Regions from separate parts of the Anas platyrhynchos genome. Here region 2 is linked to region 1. A link is a contact called in public Hi-C data. All regions are on one chromosome and are shown on one strand. The core of a region is the stretch at or near the end of the contact, and the rest is flanking DNA. Distances in the headings are between cores, read along the strand shown. Region 1 has its middle 47 kb from the start of SAP130. Region 2 overlaps HS6ST1 (heparan sulfate 6-O-sulfotransferase 1).

Region 1 (5,473 bases), core at 1,122-3,621:
GTTTGTCCTGTTGGCGAGATGTTCACACTAAAAACCCCACATTCTTTTAAAAGGAAGATGTCCCTGCCTTACTGGAAAATAAGTAGAGAAATACTGAAGTATGTTGTTAAGCTATCTCTTCATTGAGCTACTGGTGCATTTCTTGTAAAAGAAGGAAATGAAAGGGGGTGGGATTTAAAAAAAATAAAAAGTAACAATCCAGTTGTTTTTTTAGGAATCAAATCCTTTATAAACCATTTGGTCTCTCCACTTCTGTAATCTTTTAAAGAATATGCCATACCTCTGTGGCACCGCTACCTAGTGAACCAAGACAGGGGGAGTTACTCTCGAATGAATACTGAATGAACCTGAACTGAGGTTGCAGGGAGTTTCGTAGCTCAGTGACAACAATAAGATGACTAACAGAATAAATTTCTGTTCTTTACCTCTGTCTCTCATGTCAATTATTTTGGTTCTCATAACTGATGTTTTAACGGCATTACTCTCAGTACGTTTTGTTCACTTACTCTTGTATTCAGCTATGGTACTTTCTAAAATGATTATACAGGAAGAGTTTTAGAGTTCCTCTTCCATGCTGGTCTTGCTAAGAATGGTATTAAAATAACACTTAAAGGAGACTACTGAAAAAGTCTTACATTTAAGGTTACCTTACATTAAGGTAAAGTGTTTATTTTTCCAACTTTACCTACTAATAAAAAATTAGTGCTTCTAGGTTAGTTTTCTAGTTTTATGCTATTAAATTCATAGTAAACAGAAACGTTACTGTTCTCAAATCGTAATTTTTAAAACTGCAAAGCTGAATCTGGATTTTATCAACTCTGAAAAACTCAGGGAAAGCTAAGAAAAGGCTCCAAAACAGAGTCTTTGTTTATCAAAAAACTGAAAAGTAGACGGTTTTGCACAGAAGGTGCAGTTGAATGTCAGAAATGTGTATTTGGTCTTGTACAGTAAGTTGTCTGAACTTGCAGAGGTTTGGAAAGCAAGAACAAATCCTAGGAGACAAAGCAGAAAAGGAAGCAGCAAGAAAAAAATATGCCACATGTAAGCCCCTCCCTTTTAATGTTTATGCAAAAAAAATATATATTTATGCAGCAGTGAGTTGCTGTAGCTGCCCACCATGTCCTGCCTGCCTCTGGACCTCTTGCCACATGTGCAAGGCATTACTTGTGTGTTCAACCTGGCAGTTCACTTCCTCAACAGTGAGCTTAAAAGTAATTTCCAGCAACTATAGCTCACTCTCACCCATAAGCAGAGCAAGCTTTGCCACTGAAAGACTTACTGACTTGCTCTGAATTAATGGCCTGGGGAGACTCAGTTATCCCATGCGCTTTGTAACAGCACTGTGTGGGGATCCAGCCCGCCCCGTGCTGAGGCCACGGCGCTCAGATACAAGATACAGTAGTTAGGATGCCCTTATCATCAGGACATAAAAGCAGTGGCAGGGATGCTCCGGTGCATGTCTCCCCCTCACCTCCCCAAGCCAAGAATCCTCTCGCTCACTGGTTTGGCCTGCCCACAGGCAGCACACACAGACATCCCTGTCCATGCTGTGTGCACTCAGGTTTGCTCTGGGTGCCACAAGCCTCCCTGCCCCATCACCAAAACTTTTCGCCTGTACTCAGCTTGATGTCCTAATACCCAGCTAGATATATGGCTCATAACAAGCCCTGGAGGAAGGGCTGTTGGCTTTAATCCTGTTGTAGCAGACACCTGCCAGCTGCATCACATGAGGAAACCCCATGAATCAGTAAGAGTAGTTACAGGAACATCTCTCTTAGAAGTTCCTGCTGGACACTGACAAGCTTGTCTGGTCACTCCAGTACCACGTGGAGGTGAGTGGAGATGCTCAGAGTGTAGGTGCAAGCCTCAGGGCTGGGACTTGGGAAGAACTGAGCTCCCCCCACCATTGCAGATCCACCCAGCTGCTGCACAGTTCCTCACTCACACGTCTCACCAACTCATAACCATAAAATGTTTTGTGTCTGACAAGTCCAGCCTGACTTGCAGTCACTGCAGAAATGCCTGAAGTGCACCCCAGGAAAGGAATTAAACCTGTGCCCTCTGGAACAAAGACTCAGAAACATGCCAACTCCTTACCACAGCCACTACAGGAGCAACGCAAAGCACAGCTCCCTCGAAGGCAGCTGACCTTCCCACACCCTGCAGCTTCCCCACAGCTGCCTTGAGTCACCACAGAAAGGTTCATCCTGATGCTGTATTTACGTATAACACTTCAACCTTGGCTAGCGTTGACGGTGTAAATATACTAACATTCAAGCCAAAAGAATTCAAGGAAATGCTCTCTGCATCTGCTCTGCCTTCCTCTTAGCCATATACCTGTACTTAGCCAGTCAAAAGCATTGTTGGTGGATTCTACACTCCATCTGTTTTGATTCAACATATGGATCTTTGCTGACTTGAAGATAATTAAAAGACTTCTCCCCCTACTCTCCCTTTCTGTCTGCAGCGCATATGCCAGCTGCTTGTTGGAATCCAGATAATTGATGAGCACTCCCTGATCAGGAAACTCGAAGAGAATCATTTCTGACTGCTAGGGTTTATTGCTGACTGGACTTTATTAGGATTGTTGCTAAGACATATTACCTTGTGCTTGGAATACATGGAATTTGTTCCTCATTGGTCAAATTGGGGTTTGATGAGGAATGAAAGCCATGTTTCTTCTGTGTGAAGATCTGGAATAAAGAATTCTGAAATACACTTGGTAATGGCACAGCAGGGTCCTCTTGTGTGTCTGGGCAGCTCAGGGAAGAGGCAGTGATCAGGAAGTGCTCTGCCTCTGTAACTGCTGCTGTTACTGCACCTCGGCACAAACACGCTGGAGGTGAAGGACACTCCTGAGCACACTGCTGAGCCTGCAAAGCAGGGGGGAAGCACCCTGGCACCCACTGGCAAGCACTTAGCTCATTACTGAGCTCTCCCAGCTTCCAGGGATGGGAGGGGACTGGCTAAGACACACACCCATCTTTAGGAGAGGGCAGGCAGTTACCTAGCTGAATGTCATGCACTGTGTCACCAGCTTCAGAGCTCACTAGTCCCATCTCTGTTGGATGCTGTTGTATTTTTTCACTACTGCCCCTCTACTAACCACAGCCACCCTTGGTACAGCACACACTCACAGCTCCCTGCTACAGCATACCACAAAACGGAGAAACAACTGCTTTGTTTGCTTAAATCGGTTCCCAACAGCAAAGCCATGCATCTCTTTTTGTCTTCTTTTTTTTTTCCCCCCTTCCCTTTTCTGGGGAGAGTTTCTGCCATTCAAATTTGCTACATCTTCTTTCTCTGCTGAAAAGAACATCTCTAAGATCTTACTCTGTTAGATCCAACATTTTCTCCACCTGTGTTACTTACAACAAAGAAAGTAAGGACTTCAGAGTTCAACGCAGTACCTTCATCCTTTAAACTGTTTTCTTGATATTTTCTGGTTTGCTTGGTTGATTTTTGATTTCTTAAATAAAGAAAAGGAACTTTTGGCACCAAAACTGAATATATTATTCCAAGTATTCCAGGATCAATTTCATCAACACTGCACAAAGAAAAACGTTAGCATGTGTATCCACGCTCATTTGCCTTTTGTATCTTCCAGCACAACAGGAGGCTTTCTGCCTGTCCTACTGAGAATTTCTTTTGAATTGCTTGTCTGCTACAATCACTAAATCCTTTTTTTTTTTTTTTTGACTCAAGAATGTAGTTTCCTATTTCTAGGAAGTCCTTGTGTGTCTTATTCCTAGATGTGTAATCTCTAATTTGCTTTACTGAAATGCTTTTTTTTTTTTTATATATTTTTGTTCCCTTCCAGAAAGAGGCCCCAAGAAATCTGCATTGCTGTGTATGATTCACTGCCGCTAAACAGCTGTCACCACAATTACTTCCAGACCTTTATGAAAGCACTGAATAGTACCGATCACTGCAGAACCTTTACAGGAAAAAAAAAAAAAAGATTCTGAAACACCTACTTGATAGGGATTCCCACTAATTATTGCTACTTTGTTAGCAGGTTCTTAATCCTTTTAATGCATGCTCTAGACATTGGCTATATGATAACATTATTTTGGAGCAACGAGGTAGGCTCTTGTGAAGGATTTATATATGCATTTGATGCTGTTATTAAGCCCAAACCTATCATTCCTCAAAGTCGCACTTATTGGATGAGAATTATATTCTGTAAAACCCTCTCAAGAGTCATTTCTGCTCTCAGGACATCACTGATGTCCCAAGAGCTTCCCCTGTGCTGTGTCAGACATCTGGACCAGTAGCCCTTTGCTTCACCTACTGTGGAGCACCAGCCTTATCTTCCGCAGTTACCAAAACCTAACATGACTGGGTTGGTGATTTTCCCATCCACCCCCTCAGACTCTTCTTAAATACCAGTCACTGAGTTTTCCCTTCAGGAGAAAAAAAAAGAAAAAAGCTTAAAATCGTCAGCTGCTTTCCATGTATTGCATCAGACCAATAAAGCTAGGAGTGCTACCAGCAGAGGAACTACAGCACACCACTAGGACTCTTTCTACATACAGCACACACACAGGGAGTACCCTGGTTTTATTTTTAAAATTGCCACCCTCACCTAGTAACAAATGTAAACGGGTTAAGAACTTTTCTCTCAACGTACTACTTCTTGTCCCTAAATTGAACGGCATTTAAGATCCGTTCAAGACTCTGCTTCTCTCTCATTAAATAAGGCCTTATCAGCTGCTATACTGGCAGCCACGAAGGCCAATTAATAGACATGCTGACCGAATTATGCTCTTACCCCAGCAACGTGTCTCTAGCTGAGAACGGAGGCACGCTGGCAAGGTTATAGGAGAAAACTCTTCACTGCTGTTGATCTGTCCAGACCCACGTAAGAACACGCTGTTTTGTTTTCACAGGCCATTTGACTTGCATCTTTTTAAAAAAAGAAAAAGTAGGAGGCTTTATGTCTGCATTTTAATTTTGTGCCTCAGCACGGTGGACTGCTGGCTTGAAAGGTACCACCCGAGTCACCAAACCCGGTACCTGAATGCCACAACTGTTATTGCAAAAATCCCCATTCCCAGATTTACCCAGATCACTTTAAATTGAGGTTTAGATTTCTTACTCCTCCATCCCACTACTGGGAAGCTGTTCGAACCTCAGCACACTGACAGTAATGGAAATCATCTTCCAGTTGCCAACCTAAGCTCACACATGGTAACAGCACACTCATCCTTCCCCTCACGAGAGCATTTGTTGTTAACTTCTACAGCTTTTTTTTTTTTTTTTTTTTTTTTAATCCCTGCAGCCACCCCACTCCTTTCCATGCAGCACTTTTACCTTTTCTCATTAAGAAACAAGCCAAATTCTTTCTCCCCAAAAGCTACCTTTTGGTAGGTGACCCAACTTTCAGCTGGACGCTGGTTACTCAGGCTGACACTGGTGGGCTCAGCGGTAGCTCTTTAGCTGCGTTGTCCCTTTATCGCTACACTGCAGG
Region 2 (5,503 bases), core at 2,866-5,365, 150 kb after region 1:
CTCTTTGCTATGCATTGGATGTCATCACTAGCAGCAGCATGATGAGTGCAGGTGAGTTGATATAAAAATCAGAGACATAACAAGAAAACCACAGTGTGCTATTGACAGAATAAAACTGCACCTGCAGGGCTTGTAGAAGCAGCCCACCTAAGCCTGTGTTTTTGCACAGACTCAACATAGGTGGCTCACAAAGGCCTGACTCTGGCTTCAGATCTCTTTGACTTCAGCTAAGCAGTTTTAGGAACTTGATTCCTATTGAGCCCCTCAGTTCTTAGCTGTGCTAAGCCTGAAGCAAATTTCAAGAGCAGATAATCAGCAGGGAAAAATAAAACACTTTAGGAAGAGAAAAAAAGAAAGGAAAATGTGTAATCTTCAAAACATCTTTATTTTTCAATTTTAGTTTACTTAACTGAGGCTCCTTTTGCAGCCAACAATATTTATTTAACATCATCTAGCCTCATTCTTTCATTCCATTCCACGGAAAAAATGTTAGTTCGTAAAGATTTTGAAGGGGAACAGTCAGCACAGAGCTACATTAGCTGTGGTAACTCACAGTAACCCACATTTCTATTCCAGCCAATGTCAGTTGGGAAAACGCTATGTTGTATTTAATTCAACTATACACACATGGCTTATTGCATAGCTGGGGCTACGTTCTCTAGGGTCAGAGTTTGAAACCAGCCAAGCTAACTATGACCCTCTTCCCCTCAATCTGAAGGCTTCCTTCCCTCACCACTAGCCCACATAATACTTGGTGTTATAAGCTGCTGACGAAACAAATATTTGCCTTGCTTTCTTAATCTAAACATCATTTACAAATGAACAACGTGAGCAACTCACGGCAGAGCTAGGTAAATTGCAGATGCTCCTTCAGTACAACTCGGTCTTTATCAGCAACAATATTTTAGTCACTGTACGGTTCTGCTGACATAACTCAGTACTGATTTGCAGTTCCAGACCTGCTGCCTCATTAAGGAGGATAAATGTACCTTTATCTTTACAAGCGAGCACTTCTGCAGGATTAGAGCTGCAGAGGTATAAAGAAGAGAGATTGTTGCTGGCCGCCTTCCGCAACGTATTAGAGAAACCTATATAAGATCCCAGAGGCAGACAGTAATAGGCATTAAGATTAGAGGTATGTGGCATTGCCAAGGAATCATGCACGCTCTCCCGGGCTGACAGATGCAGTAGGAGCAGTAACGAAACAAAAAGGACATGAAGGTAGTTGTAGGAGATGACAAACGTATACACTGAGAACTTTCTCCCAGCTTAGGTTCTGACTTCAATAATTACAGCACCACAGAAAAATAACGCGGCTTGACAGCCATTGCAACCCCTCTTTCTGCATTTCTGAAATCCTAATTCCCATTGCCTGAAGAATGAAAAGCCCTCACCCCCAGATCCGATAACCAGGCTGCTATGCTATAAGGGAGCAAAACCGAGTTGGCATTCTCCAGTACAAGGACTTTCCTGAGGGGGGCAGGGAGGAGGCAGCCTTTTCTCCATACCTGGACCTTGGTTGTGTGTGGCAAGCAACAGAGCTCCTCACTTTGGCTTTTACAGGGGTTTTTACTTCAAAGCCTTGAGCATGGAGTGACAGAGGAGTACAGCTCAAATAATTATTTCGTAGCTCAGACTCAAATGATATCATCACTTGGCTTTATGCAGAGTGCCCCCTCAATCTTAAAAGTGTTTAACGCTATATTGTCTGTCTTCTCTGGTCAGGAATGAAGAAAGCAAAACACAGAAAGATCTGGGTGGGGTCAGAGCATCAGACGCAGGAACAGAAGTCATTGCAAGGCCAGCTAGCAGAGGGACCTGTTGGGGCCTTACCCCAGCAATCCCTGTACAATCTGAAGAGCATAGAAACCATTTCCACAAAAACAAAACAAAACAAAAAAACAACATTTTTCTAAAGTCTTGATGACTTTCACTGCTTCTAAAATAGCCTAACATTTCATTGAAGTAAAACCATATGGTAAATGCTACATTTTTTTCAGATTACTCATAAATAGGTTTGTGTGGGATGAAACTACACTGATTCCTTTTAATTGTCACTACAGATATTTAATTTTCTATTACATATGAACCAAGTTATTTTTATTGGATATTGATGGAATTAGTTTTCTTCCAATATACACTTAAAAAGCATTCAGTATTCTACTGTGAAAGTTACCATAATTAGTAAAAAACAAAACAAAACAAAAAAACAGATGTCAAAATGTTAATAGGCAATAAAGGCAATTCAGGTAATAATGGTGATAAATACTTATTTAAAATAGAATCACTTGTAAGTGCAATATTGGGACATTTGTTTTACTAAAAAGTATTTGCAGAACTGAAGAAAATCTATGGATGTAGCATGGTTCTGCAATACGTCAGCCATTCCATTTGGCCTCCAAAAGCAACAAGCTGTCTTGAAGGACTGGAATTTTCTTTGCTTTCCTCAAGCAAAACAAGCACAGACATAAACCTGCTGTTACTGAAATCAGTAGTTTTGACTTCAGTGGCTGTAGAATTAGATGAAAACCTCCCACTTTTTAAAATCCCATCCTGGGTTAAGTGCAGCTTGTTCTTCAAGAGGAGGGCAGGGCATACCTCAGAGAATTACTTCATTACAGAGCTGTTTATTTCAGAAAAAAAAAAAAAGAAAAAGAAAAAGAAAAAGATTATTTACAGGAAAAGTTGGTAAAAATAGTGCTAAAGTGTTTTTCTTCCCTTCAGGTATATATTAGGATTAAGAAAATAGCTCTGTAATGAGAATGGGAGGACTAAAAGGTTTGCTTTGAAGTGGTACGGCATGGCAAACACAGCCATGTCTAGCTATTAGAGCACTAGATCATAAAGCACAAAGGTTCCCAGGTCGTTGTCCTGTTGCACAGCTATAGCAGCATCATTTCACCTTTCCATGCCTATTTTCCTCCAGTTTTAACTGCAGGCATCTAAAAGCAGGAATCATCTGTTATCAACAGCTTCTGTGATGCTCAGAAATAAAAAGAGGCAACATCACTTGTGGCATTTTGTACCACCAGTTTACAATGATGTTACAGATTCCACTCAGTATTTCTTCTCCCAGTCTGACTACAGCAACAGACACACTCTGGCACAGCTGGAGCAAAGGAGCACTTCAGCAGCCAGCTTTGCCTTATTTCAGAGAATGTCACTGTCCACGGAACTACACTCCTACTTCAAGGGCAAGTAAACTGTGTCCTACATTTTTTTTTCTGTGGTTTCAAAATGCTGTTGCTCTCCCCCCCTTCCCACCAGCCTGGTTTCTCTCCCAGCTCTGTAAACTACATTCAAAGTAAGCTTTTTTTTCTACTTCTGTTTGTCAAGTCCAAACGAAGGAGAAGTCTTTATTAACAGAGATGTCAGCTCCTGAAAAGTGTTTCTTCTGTGCATTCTGTGGTTATAAAAAGCTTTCTTTTTATAGGTCTGCCTGAGTTTTCCATCCCTCGGCTGTCTTCACTCTACAAAGCACTTTAGTGATAAAGCCTGCATTCGGACACGGATGATCTTTAGCTAAACATCTACTTAGGAATCAGAAAGTATCACAAAAGGTTTAGAGGTCAATAGGTATGAAAATCTAAACAGGCTGTGAACTTCTGTGTCATAACACTTGCATCCAGCTCTAAAACTTGCATAGAGAGCAAGTAAGGAGTCTCAGCATTGCCCATACTGTGCTTCCTCAAGCACACCTAGGTCTCACTCTCATTTTTGTTTAGGAATTCGAGAAAATTCTCAGCTGCCTCCAAAGGGACCTGCTGCTGCCCGGAGCTGAGCCAGTAAGTGATGTTGTTTGTGCCTCCGTGAGAGCAGATTTAAGGAAGGGGAAAAAACAAACAAACAAACAAAAAAACCTGCCAGACAACAGCAGCTGGGAGAGAGGAGTGAGAAATGGCCTTGCGGGCACCAGGAAAGGAGAAGAGGAAGGAAGTTAAAAATAAAATCTTCTTGGGAGTCCCCTTGCCTCACAGGCAGCACAGGAGACACCACTGCTGGTGGAAGAAGAGGCAAATGGAAGCTCTGAGGGCCGGTGACGTTCATGACACACTCAGGGGGGCTGGAAGGCCTGCTCTGTCACAATCAGTGTCCAATAGCCCACACCGGCCGCAAAAGTGACTGCAGTCTCAAAAGTTTTTTGTTCCAGTATCTGTGAGCCAATTATGTGTGCATATCAGCTCTGCCAAGGGAGAAGGACAGGGAGCAAGGACAGAAGTGCTCCCTAAGGGTGCTGTTAGGATAAGGTATGGCTACGGTGAAAGGGGAAACATGGAAACACCCCTGCACGAATAACCTGCCAGAGCACCAATGCCTGCAGCAGCATAAGAAGCACAGACAGAAGAAATCAATGGACACCTGGGAAGATAGAAACAAGAGAAAAAGTCAGTTTCTTTCAAGTATATACAAAATAGCCTAAGCAGTCCCCAGACTTGGTGACAACACCTGATGTTAGGTGCACATTTACATAGGACTGAAATTTGCAGACTCCTAAAAATACTTCTACGTCAAAGGGATTTTCAAAGTGATTTATTGTCCACCTACTGTCAGAAATGAAAATGTTGCTTATAAAAATATTGTCCCATGCATCAGCAACAAGAAGAATAACACAACCTTGCAGTCATTTCATTAAGGCTTGGGGGTAAAAAAAACAAACACAAACAGCACCAAACCAACAAACAACTGTTTTCCATGCCATGGTAAACTCAGTTTGAACACACTGACAGAGTGAAGCATAAAACAGGGTCAATACTCCCTCATGCCTTCCATTAAACTCAGAAACAAACTTGAGGGAGATTGATCTTGTCCTTCAGTAACAGTGACAAAAAGGATACTAAAAGGTCCAGATCTAAATCTCCAAAGTTAAAAAGTATCAGTATCCCAAACTTTTGATCAGTAGACAGTGGCTGTAGAAGCCTATCTTCAGATGCTCAAGGGGAGTATAATTTTAGCACCTGCTAAAATTTGGGAAGGTGCCTCCACTGGCACATCTAAAACATTTTAAGCTTAGCTCTGCAGTACAGGAGCCTGCCAACTGTCTGTAAAGGGTAGCACATTTTTATGCTACTGTGTAAACAAAGTGACATCTTTCTGAACATTGGTACAACTCAGTAGATCGTATATCAGCAAAGCTCAAAGCAAGAGCAAAATGACAGCTGCCTTCTTTGTTGTGAGAAAGTACCCCTAGAGAAGGATTTTGCATTGGCTTCAGGCATTTTCCAGGTGCACACCGACACCTCTGCTTCCTCCCCAGCAATCCACACCTTTTCACTCTGTTAGGCTAAGCCCACTCTGTCCTATACAAGCACATGCAGATTTAGACCTGGAGGTGCAGACCACTGCAAGATAACGCTGCAGGGAGAGACTCCTTTATCCAACCTAAAATTTCTGAAAAAAAAAAAAAAAAGTACGTTTGAGCCAGAGGAGCACTGTTGCATAAGAAACTTGAAAACAAAAACAATTCTCTGTCAACTTGAAATGCCATGAGATGTATTTTATCCCT

The links. Hi-C and Micro-C count contacts between places; a contact is called where the count stands out from the background.
Region 2: a contact with region 1 is called in a Hi-C map of liver, with 2.4 times the contacts expected there. The contact joins two enhancer-like sites. A contact is called at or near these places in 3 of 8 Hi-C or Micro-C datasets (F5 follicle, liver and skeletal muscle).

The regions. Positions count from the first base shown.
Region 1 is chr9:17,448,825-17,454,297 of IASCAAS_PekinDuck_T2T, forward strand. No RefSeq gene overlaps it. Among named protein-coding and RNA genes, the nearest start is that of SAP130, 47 kb to the left of the region's middle. Within about 2 kb of position 2,372, at least 1 of the 8 cell types and tissues checked has an H3K27ac peak or open chromatin away from gene starts, as enhancers often do.
Region 2 is chr9:17,594,351-17,599,853 of IASCAAS_PekinDuck_T2T, forward strand. The region is part of intron 1 of HS6ST1 (heparan sulfate 6-O-sulfotransferase 1); the gene reads right to left. Among named protein-coding and RNA genes, the nearest start is that of HS6ST1, 58 kb to the right of the region's middle. Within about 2 kb of position 4,116, at least 2 of the 8 cell types and tissues checked have an H3K27ac peak or open chromatin away from gene starts, as enhancers often do.